Linked DNA regions of Bos taurus: region 1 is linked to region 2. Evidence: chromatin contacts called from public Hi-C data. All regions are on one chromosome and are shown on one strand. The core of a region is the stretch at or near the end of the contact, and the rest is flanking DNA. Distances in the headings are between cores, read along the strand shown. Region 1 overlaps PRAM1 (PML-RARA regulated adaptor molecule 1). Region 2 holds the start of MARCHF2 (membrane associated ring-CH-type finger 2).

The links. A called contact is a pair of places that touch in the nucleus more often than the background predicts.
Region 1: a Hi-C map of skeletal muscle shows a contact between it and region 2, with 3 times the contacts expected there. The contact joins the enhancer-like site here to the promoter of MARCHF2 in region 2. A contact is called at or near these places in 3 of 11 Hi-C or Micro-C datasets (liver, skeletal muscle and an unstated tissue).

Annotation. Positions count from the first base shown.
Region 1 is chr7:17,096,777-17,101,758 of ARS-UCD2.0, forward strand. PRAM1 (PML-RARA regulated adaptor molecule 1) reads right to left here. Exons shown (of 10, transcript XR_807673.4): 5 at 4,059-4,116; 6 at 3,843-3,954; 7 at 3,565-3,731; 8 at 3,445-3,478; 9 at 3,315-3,349; 10 at 3,024-3,196. It overlaps HNRNPM (heterogeneous nuclear ribonucleoprotein M), which reads left to right. Exons shown (of 16, transcript NM_001191223.1): 16 at 1,420-1,844. The coding sequence ends at 1,583. Among named protein-coding and RNA genes, the nearest start is that of PRAM1, 13 kb to the right of the region's middle. Within about 2 kb of position 3,530, at least 11 of the 102 cell types and tissues checked have an H3K27ac peak or open chromatin away from gene starts, as enhancers often do. A contact at or near this core is called in skeletal muscle, where this site is marked.
Region 2 is chr7:17,035,456-17,040,661 of ARS-UCD2.0, forward strand. It overlaps MARCHF2 (membrane associated ring-CH-type finger 2), which reads left to right and starts at 2,865. Exons shown (of 6, transcript NM_001037589.1): 1 at 2,865-2,963.

The sequences.
Region 1 (4,982 bases), core at 2,280-4,779, 62 kb after region 2:
ACGGATGGGACTTGCCATTTTTCTGCCTGTGCAAATGCTCAAGCCGATTGTTGAGTTTCCTGTTATGTGTCAGACACTTCTTCACCCCTGTTTTCATTTCATCTTTGCAGTGTGCCTTTTCCGGTTTTTGAAAAGAGGTGGGCATTGTCCTCATTGTACAGAGTCAGGCAAAGTCACTTTGCCAAGATCACATGGCTTCTAAGTGACAAAGCTCAGTAAAATAAGTACATCTGAGACAAGGGTGCCTTCCACAACCGCACCATGGGTTTGTGTCTCAAAGAGCACTCACCCAGCAGGCACGGATGAGGATTCCCGGGCTCAGGGCAGGTGTTAGTTTGTGTGCAGTGTGGTTTCCTGGCAAACCGGGCAGCCACTCTGGATGGCTTGCTTTGTGGCCAAAAGGAAGTTCTGTTGTCTCTGGGTGAGGCACTGCCCCTCACCCCCACCACTTTTGTTCTTTGAACCATGGCAAGTTGGGAGCCCCAGCCTTAAGCCAGAGGCCTGGCTGACTCTGGATCAAGGCTTCCTCAGTGTTTTCGCATTTCCTTTTGCCGCAGTAACTCAGATTTCACCAGTGTTGCAGCCTCTCCTGGTTCTTCTCTTGGGTCAGTTATTGAGCCATAGCCTGCCTTCTTGCCCTTTTGCCCTCTCTCCCTACTCCTTAGTTCACAGATTGTAGTAGAAAAGTCAAGTGGATCATGCCACTTCCCCTCCCAGGCCTGGAGGTGTCTGTCCCTCTCTTGGCAAGAGAAATCTAAAACTATAAGCCCTGTACCACTTAGTGTCTGCCCAAGCTGTTTTAGAACTTGCCTGTGAGAAGCCCTCCAGGGCTTGACCTTCTCTTAAGCAGAGTTCATGGCCCTAGTGCTGTGCAGGCCAGCCCTGCTACACTTGTGTTCTTGGCCCTGCGTTTCTGTAGCTCTTCCCTTGTATTGTTTTCCACAGTGCTTGACACATAACCAGGATGCTTAACCAGAGCTTGAAGGAATAACCTGCTTGTTAATGATTACAAAGCTTGTATTTGGACAGTACAGAAGTGTCCATGGTATTGGCGATGGCCTTGTAAACACAGAGGAGCAGTGTATTAAAAGTGAAGCCTCTGTAAAATTTGCCTATAAAGTTGGCTTCACACAGCGTATTTTTTTTAATAACTCTTGAGCATGAAGGTGTACTTTCAGGACTGCTTATCATGAGTCAGATTGTTGTCCCGTGGGCAGAAGAATGGCAGTGTGGTGGAGGGCCATGGTAGCCGGGTTCCAGTCGCTGTGTTCTGAGCATTCTTGCGTCAGGCGCAAGGGCCGCTCTCCCTTTTGACTCTGTCAACCGAAATCCAACAGGTGATCTGGACTGAGTGGAGCCCAGACTGAGCTCTGGGTTTGCCTGATGAGTTGTGGTCTCTTCTTCCCTCCCTGTGCCCAGGCCACGTGCTGTATGCTGACATCAAGATGGAGAATGGGAAGTCCAAGGGGTGCGGTGTGGTTAAGTTTGAGTCGCCAGAGGTGGCTGAGAGAGCCTGCCGGATGATGAATGGGATGAAGCTGAGTGGCCGAGAGATTGATGTTCGAATCGATAGAAATGCTTAAGCAGTTGCCTTTTTTAAACATCGATACCAGACCTCTGAATTTGTATTTTTTCTTGTTAACCATTTTAATTTGTTGGCTGGATGTATAAAGATGTTTAAAAAATTCAGTTGCTTTTTGGGGTAATTTGAATTACTTTTTTAATGACTGGGGTTCCATTTGACTGTTTGCATTGAGATTGCAATGTGCGCAATTTTTTTTGTAGTTGTGGCATCTTGTTGACATCGAATATGACTTTGATAATAAATACCAGTTCCTGAAAGCTGCTTGCTTCTGTGTGTGTGTTGTGGGGTAACCACCTGAGGTTGAGGAACCAAAGCCACTCAGTCTCCTTTCTGCCCTTGGAGCTGTGTGGACCCTTGAGGTGAGAGGCCACTGCCCTCAGCCTCTTGAGAAAAATCTCTTTATGGAAACCGAGTCCTGAGTGGGCCTGAGTCTCCAGTGCCAGTGGTGGTGTACTTGGCTGTCACAACCAGCCTGTCTCCCCAGTGCAGTGATTCTATGGGACACAGATACTGCAAGGGGCCCACTTCCAGACTTTGTCCCAGTCTGCCCCAGCTGCTGAAAGGAGCATTTGTTTCTGTCAGTCCTGGAGGGTGGGTGGTCCTGTCAAGGTGCTGGCAGATCCAGGGCCTGGTGAGGGCCTTGTCCTAGTGCATGGATGACACTTTCTAGCTGTAACCTCACGTGGCAGGAGTCGTTGAGGGAACTTTCTCAGATATTTAAAACAATATTTTATTTGGCTGTGCCATGTGGCTTGTGGGTCTTCAGTTCTCCAAACAGGATGGGGACTGAACCCAGGCCCTTGGCCATGGAAGTGCATTGTCCTAACCACTGGACAACCAGGGAAGTCCCCAGACCTCTTTCATAGGGCACAGATCCCATCCACGAGGACTCTGCCTCTGGACCTCATGCTTTCTTGTGCCGTCACCTAGAGGGGTAGGTTTTCAATTTAGGAATTTGTTTTTGACAGCCAGAACACAAACTTCAGTCCATAGCAGCTTTTCTTTGCTAAAACAGACCAAGAAGAGTGTAGGTTTCTGAGCATGTTCTGCCCTGTCAGAGGTTTCGGCTGAACTTGATACTGTACTTGGTCAGAACTGGGTCACATTCTCTCCACAATGTGACTGACTTGGGCTATTGCCCGTGAGGAGCTGCAGCAGCTGCTTGTCGTGCTGGACGTGGAGGGCCCCCAAGTATCTCCCTCTGCTCGCTGACCGCAGCTGACCTGGTGCCATCAGAGGGTCCCTCAGCTCAGCTTCCAAGAGTGGCCCCCTCCCTTGCCACCTTCCCCTGCCACCTTCCCCTGCCCTCCTTTTTCCCTTCTGGCCTTTATCCTTGAGGGGTGAGGAGACCTGGACCTCACAGATTTCCCCCCAGTATTTGATCATGGCTCCACTGTGTGTGGTCATTAGCAGGGAAAGAAAAGACAAGACACAGGAGTCACTTTAAAAGAGGGACTTTATGTGGTCTGTGGACGTGGCCAGACAGGAGCCCAGGCAACCGCTGGGGTCCAGAGCTCCTGATTAGCAGGTGACTGGACTGGTGGGCTGTCCATTCATCCCCACACCTGCAGCCTTACTGTCCCTAGGGCAATGGTTGGCTGTCCAAAGGATCTGCCAAGAAAGGTGACTTTCAGTGACCCTTTCCCTGTGAGCAGGTAGCCAGCAGCCCCTGGAGGAGTAGCAGAGGACCTCGCCCCACCCGTCCCATCCACCCAGAGCATCTACATACCCCAGGCAGCGACGTCATCGTACACCTCCGTTTCCCTGGTGGAGAGCACAGTTGGGTCGGTCAGGGTCACCCTGCCCTATTGTCACACCCCTACCCCCACCCCCTGTCCCCAGTCAGCGCTGGCACTCACAAGGGCAGTAGAGCTGTTCTAGGCACATAGCCATCTGTGAAGAGAGCAGGGTGGGTGGGTGAGGTCTCCTCCCTCCTTGGGCGGCCTGCCTTCCCAGGCTGCCCTCCACTGGTGACTCACTCACACTTGCCCTTGGTGTCCCGGCACAGCATCTCCTCCTTGCTGGTGAACTCAATCACCTCCAGGATCTCCCCACGCCGGATCCCTAGGTGCTTGCCACCCCCACGGCGAGTCTTGGCATTGGGGTCGATCATCATCCTCGTCTGAACCACAATCTCTCCCTCAAACTGGGGAGGGGGACACAAGAGCTGCCGCTTGCCCTGCTGCCCTCAGAACCCCGTGTGGGGCGGTGGCCACCTGGGGCCGAGCCCAGCCCTCCCAGGACTCTTCATTCACACCTTGAACTTCTTCCGAAACTCCCGCTCAGCTTTCTCTGCCTTCCGGAGCTGCTTCAGGGACTTCAGGTCCGTGGGCGGCACCTGCGGTGGCTGGAGAGGCACCTTCTCCTTCCTGAGCACCCGCCCCCCCAAGGAATTAGGTGCTCATGCTTCTCAGGGACCCCCTTTTACTGTTCTCCCCAGCTCAGCCCAGCCCTGCCCACCTCCCTCTGGTACCTGAGCTCTGGGTTTTGAGGTGGCCTCCACGGGTACTGCTGAGCCGACAACGCTTCATCTGGGACAGTCAGAGTGCTGAGTTAGGGCAGGGCCATTGAGTGTGGGCCTCTGGCTCTGGTGGCCTGATGTTCCCTGGTCAGTTTTCAGGACTTGGGTCTCCTCCTCACCCTCAGCTGCCCAGGCCTCTCATAGTAGATTCCCTTCCATTTTCCTAACTCCTGCCACAGGCCAGGCACGGCAGAAACCGTTAACCATTTCTTTCAACTTTCTTTTCTTTAAAAAATGTATTTGGCTGCTCTCGGTCTTAGTTGCAGTATGTGGGATCTAATTGCCTGTCCAGGGACCGAACCCATGCCCCCTGCATTGGGAATGTGAAGTCTTAGCCGCTGAACCAACAGGGAAGTCCCTTCTTTCAACTTTTTGATGGCTGTCATCCCAAGTTGCCTGCTGAGGAGGTAGCAAGGGCTGGAGAGGTAAGGCAGCCTGCCCAAGGCCACCAAGCCATTAAATGGTAGAGGCAGGGCTCCTCTGTCAGCTTTTGAGGCAGTTTCACCCTTCCCTCCTACAGCACGTAGGTTTTGGGAATTCTAATGAGGCATGGGTCAAAAAAGAAGGCCAAGAAAAGTGTTTCCTCAAAGCAAACAAAGCCTGCCTCTGAGAAGGGGCTGTGTCTGGCTGGGGTTCTTGCTTGGTCTGGCTGATGAGGAGACTGGACTGGAAGGAGTCACCCAGGTGGCAGCCCACTCACTACCTGGCAGATGACCAGCTTTTTAGGTGAGGGCACTGCAGGCCAAGGGTCTGCTTACAGTGAGAGCCTCATGAACACTGGGTGAGTGAAGGATCTAGAACCTGTAGCCCCCAGCTCTTTTTGCAGTCCTCTCTGAACGATTTGAAGTGCCGCCCTGGGCATACCAGACCACGCTG
Region 2 (5,206 bases), core at 1,615-4,114:
AAGCTGTATTCCCAGCAATCAATAAATGGACATATGTAAAAATATATATATATATCAAGGTCATGAAAGACAAGGAAAGGATGAGGAATTGTTCCAGACTGCAGGAGACTGAATTACACAGCAAAATATAACAGGTGATCCTAGAATGGAGTCTGGAGCTTTAAAGAACTTTATTGAAACTTTGAATGGGATTTGGGAACTACCTGGTGATACTGGATCAATATTAATTTTCTGATTTTGAAGATAATACTATAATTATGTAGAAGAATGTACTTTACTTAAGAAATAAGCCCTGGGACTTCCCTGGTGGTCCAGTTGTTAAGAGTCCACCTGCCAATGCAGGGGACATGAGTCCCATCCCTGGTCTGAGAAGATCCCACTCTCAAAGGGACAACTAAGCCTGTGTGCCACAACTGCTGTGCCTGTGTGCTGCAACTATTGAAGCCCATGAGTCTAGAGCCTGTGCTCCGCAACAAAAGAAGCCACTGCCATAAGAAGCTGGTGCACGACAACTAGAGAACAGCTCCTGCTTGCCGCAGCCAGAGAAAGCTTGAGTACAGCAACAAAGACAGAGCATGGCCCAAGATAATTAATTTTAAAAAAGAAATAAACACTGAAGCATTAAGGGTTAATGAGACACCATATATCTATTTTATACTCAAAGGATTCAGAAACGTTAACAATTGAGGAATCTGGGCAAAAGGTTTATGGGAGTTCTGTGCATTATTTCTGCAACTTTTTCATCAATTTGACATTATTTTAGAACAAAAAAATTAAAAACCCAAGTGCATAAAGTTGAACATTTGCTTCATTTTGATCTGCGATCATGATCTTTATTGAAGGTGAAATAGTCTAATTTGTGGCCAATGGAAGCTGCTAATTGGTTCCCATTGACATTATGTTAGTAGGTAATGTCTTTGATAACTCCCTTTCTGGTATTTAAAGATGTGCCATGTTCATCTGTACATTTCCTGCTCCTGACTCAGTCTGTTGTTTTCTTCAATATTCCTAGCCTCTTTCAAATGGAAATGGTATTTAGAGACCACTGTCTGGGCTTATGGGGGCTTCCGAAGTGGTTCGGTGGTAAAAAGAAAAAAAAAATCCACCTGCCTATGCAGGAGACGTGGGTTTGATCCCTGGGTGAGGAAGATCCCCTGGAGAAGGAAATGGCAACCCACTCCAGCATTGTTACCTGGAAAATTCCACGGACAGAGGAGCCTGGCGGGCTACAGTCCATGGAGTCACAAAGAGTCGGACACGACTGAGCACAACTGGGACTGTGGGATGCTTGTTGCAGGCTTTTCAGTGGACACAGGCAGCAAATGTTTGCTTTTTATAAAGACGAAATGTATCGTGATACTCCAAATTCAAGACCACAGGTGTTTTTTTTTTTTTTCCTTTAATGTGATCAATCTTACATCTGTGCCTCCTTCACTCCCTATGAAAAACCCAGTTCTTGATACTGACATAATCACTCCTTTGCTTTATCCCAGACTAAGTGTGCAACAAGCTCAGAATAACCATTTTATCTCCACCACCACCACCATCACTATATTGAGTATGGACAGTCAAATTCTGGTGTTTTAAAGTCACTAGGAGTTCATCTCTGGGTTATTTTGTCACCAATTGGATATACAGGTTAATTCATTTTATTTCAGTTTTGTTTTTTAGATATCTTACATTTAAAATTTTGTTTTAAAGTTATATAAAATATCTACATGGTTGTAAAGTTGAATGTATAAAACAAGGTACAGTTTTAAAAGCCTAGCTTCTGGGACCTCCCTGGTGCTCCAGTGGTTAAGGCTCCACACTTCTAATGCAGGTCACAGATTCAGATTCCTGGTGAGGAATCAGTCCAGCCAAAAAGTAAAAAAAAAAAAAAAAAAAAATTAAAAAGTGTAGCTTCTATTTTGTCCTTTCTATTCTACTTCCCTCTATAGGTAACCTATATGATTTATAATTCCATTTTTTAAAAATATAAGCCAGTACAACACGAAAGAATTTGACTAAGGTGACTAAGCTGGATCTACATACTCAATAAAGGCAGGGGAAGAAAGGAGTATTAAGGAAATTCTCCATCCCACCTCAGACACTTTGCATGTGACAGTGTCAGTTCAATTGCTTCTTTAGGGAATTACTTTTGAACTTTCCAAATATTCCGTGATATGCCTCTCTCGCTCGCTACAATTTATCACCTTTGCAATTAATAATTACATTACTGACTGTTTAACGTCTACTTCACCCCCTACACTGCGATCCGTGAGGGCAGCACTATTTACCATATTAAACATTGTGTCCACAGCGCCTAGCACAGTGCCTGGCTCATATTGATGTTTATTACATCTAATCAATTAATTTGTTGTATATATGAATGAAAATGAATGATGAATAAATGATGGCTTTAGGCTCTTCCAAGGCCCCCTAACCTCTCTAGGTTTCTGTTTCCTCTCTGTGAAATGTGATCAGATGGTTCATCCCGCCGCCAGAATTGATGAGACGCTTAAGGGAGGTGAGGAACACAAATCCCTCTGCTGGTGTCACGTTGAATTCGGTAACGGTTTAATTTATTAACTGGTCGTCTGCAGGTGGCGCCACCTGCCCCGCTCGTGCCCCGAGTCGAGATAGGGCGGGGTCGGGGATCGGGGGGCGGGATCGAGGTTGGGGCGGAGCCAGGACGCGGCAGGGGCGGAGTCAGTAGCTGCGGCGCCGCCGGGCCTGTGCGGCCCAGAACGTCCCCGTCGCCTGTGGCCCCGCCTTCCAGGGCGGGACATCCATGACAATTGGCCAGTGTAGGCGAGAGGTGGTCGCCATTGGTCCGTGACACCGTCGGCTCGGCGGGCGGTGTCCAGACGCAGGTACCGGCCAGAGCGGAGCTAGCGGCGCTGACGGGACCGGCCGGGCCGGGACCAGGGCCGGGGCGAGCGGAGGGGCCTGCGCGGCCGCCCGGCCCGGCCGCGGATCAGGTGGGCACGGGCGGGAGGTTGGGGTGGAGGGGTGCCGTTCTGCTGCATGGCCCAGAGTTCGAGGCCCGAGCCCGGCCCCCTGAAGGACGGCCAGGCTCGGACCGTCGGCCTCAGCCTTCCCAGCAAGTAGGTGTTCTCAGTTTCCGTCTTTGTAGAAGGCAGGAGGTCTCCGGGGGGCTGGCGCACAGTAGGTGCCTCTCTGAGCCTCACTTTCCCCATCTGTGAAACTAGGTCATCCCAGGACCAACCTAACGGGGCTGTTGTGAAGATTAAGGAGGTGCAGACGAAGAAAGCGCCCTGCGTATAGTAGGCGGTCAATAAGTGACCAGTCACCTTCCCCAACCTCCTCCTCAGAGGGGCTCTGCCAGGAAAATAGTCAAGATGATGACCCAGGCATTTGCTTAGCAGAGAGCCTGGCTGTTAGTGGGTGCTCAAAACAGGACAGCCAGAATTTATAGGTTTAGTCCATTTAATCCTTTAGTGACAATATCAAGTGGAAGTACTTGATACTTCAAGTACTTCAAGGGAAGAAATGTTCCCTGCTGTGTTGCTGTTGTTTAGTGACCAAGTCGTGTCTGACTCTTTTGCGACCCCGTGGAGTGTAGCCCACCAGGTTCCTCTGTCCATGGGATTTCCCAGGCAAGAATACTGGAGTGGGTTGCCATTTCCTTCTCCAGGGGATCTTCCTGACCTAGGAATCGAACCCACATCTCCTGCATTGGCAGGTGGATTCTTTACCAATGAGCCACCAGGGAAGCCCCTCTCTGCTATACAGCTGAGGAAGTCAAGGCTCAGAGAGGGCCAGCTTTTCAACCAGGGCTACATAGTGAGTAAAGATCAGAGCTGGGATTAGAGTCTGGCCTCCAGTGCAGGGCTATGCAAGTGCTGAAGGGCACACAGGAGCTTCTCTTTGCTAAGTGAAGAGGAATGAATGCATTTCACAGACTACACATTTATCCTAAAAAAAAATAACTGAGCATTTGTTGAGTGCTTAGTGTGTGCCAGGCACTGACTGTGCCTTGTATTATCAGACCCTCCCAACAGCTGTCTGTAAGCTGAGGACAATAATTATCATAAGAGCTAAAATTTATCAACTTATTCATGCTTATGCATATATGAGCTGGGTCTCATTGCAACCCCCCGTTATACAAAAGAGAAAACTGAGGCCCAGGGAGTGAAGCAACTGAACTGAGACAACACTGTGGGGGAATTAGGGCCATCTGACTCTTCTTCCCTCAGTTTCCTGCCCTCAGAAAAAAGAAGCTGTTCAAAATGTTGTGGTGCCCCCGTGCCACCCCAGACAAGCCTAGCCAAGGACAAGCTTTGCTGGAGGAATTGAGCCTGAATTGACCCTTCTTCTTATGAAGCCCTTCAGCAGACACAGTGCACTAGCTTCATCAACTTATTTGACAAAAGAGGAGAATGAGGCCCAGAGAAGCCAAGTGACTTGTCCCAGGATACACAGCATCAGCACCAGAGTCAGGACTTAAAAGAACCCAGATCTCTTGGGTCCCAGACCCACTCACTGGACTAAGTTCAAATCCTGCACTGTCCCAACTTAGCTGTGTGATCTTGGGCAAGTAACTGCCCCTCTCTGAGCCTCCTCAACTGTCAAATGGGGATAGTTATTGGACTTCCATCATAGGTTTGTTGTGAAGATTCAGTGAAATCCATCTCCTGGGCACTGGGCCAAGTTTGCTGGAGGCGTTGGCTTAGTCACCCCTCCCAGCAGCCCCAGAGCTGAGTTCAGCCTGCAGCCACCCTACCCTTGTATCCAGGCTCGAGACTGGCCTCTCCTGAGCCCAAGCCTCTGTGCTTTGCACAGATCTCCAGCCTCTGAAGATTTCTGGTTCCCATCTTGGGTGCTGGCAAACCAGGGTCTGGAGATCAAGGGACTGGCTCTCCCACCCTGCTCTTACACAGAAGAGGGGCTGAGGAATTAATGCAGGAACTGTGTACCAGACGTTGGATCAGGCGCTGGAGATGACTGATAGTGGAAGACAGATGTGGTTTAAACAGCAGATGAAGAAATAAGAACATTAAAGGGACCTCCCTGGTGGTGCAGTGGTTGGGACTCTGTGTTCTCATTGCTGAGGGCCTAGGTTCAATCCCTGGTCAAGGAACTAAGATCCTACAAGCCTCACCATGTGGGCAAAAAAAAAAAAAAGAAAAAGAAATAAGAGCATTTCAGAGAGGGACACATCTGTGAGGGCAATAATGTGGACATGAGTAGCACTTCAACC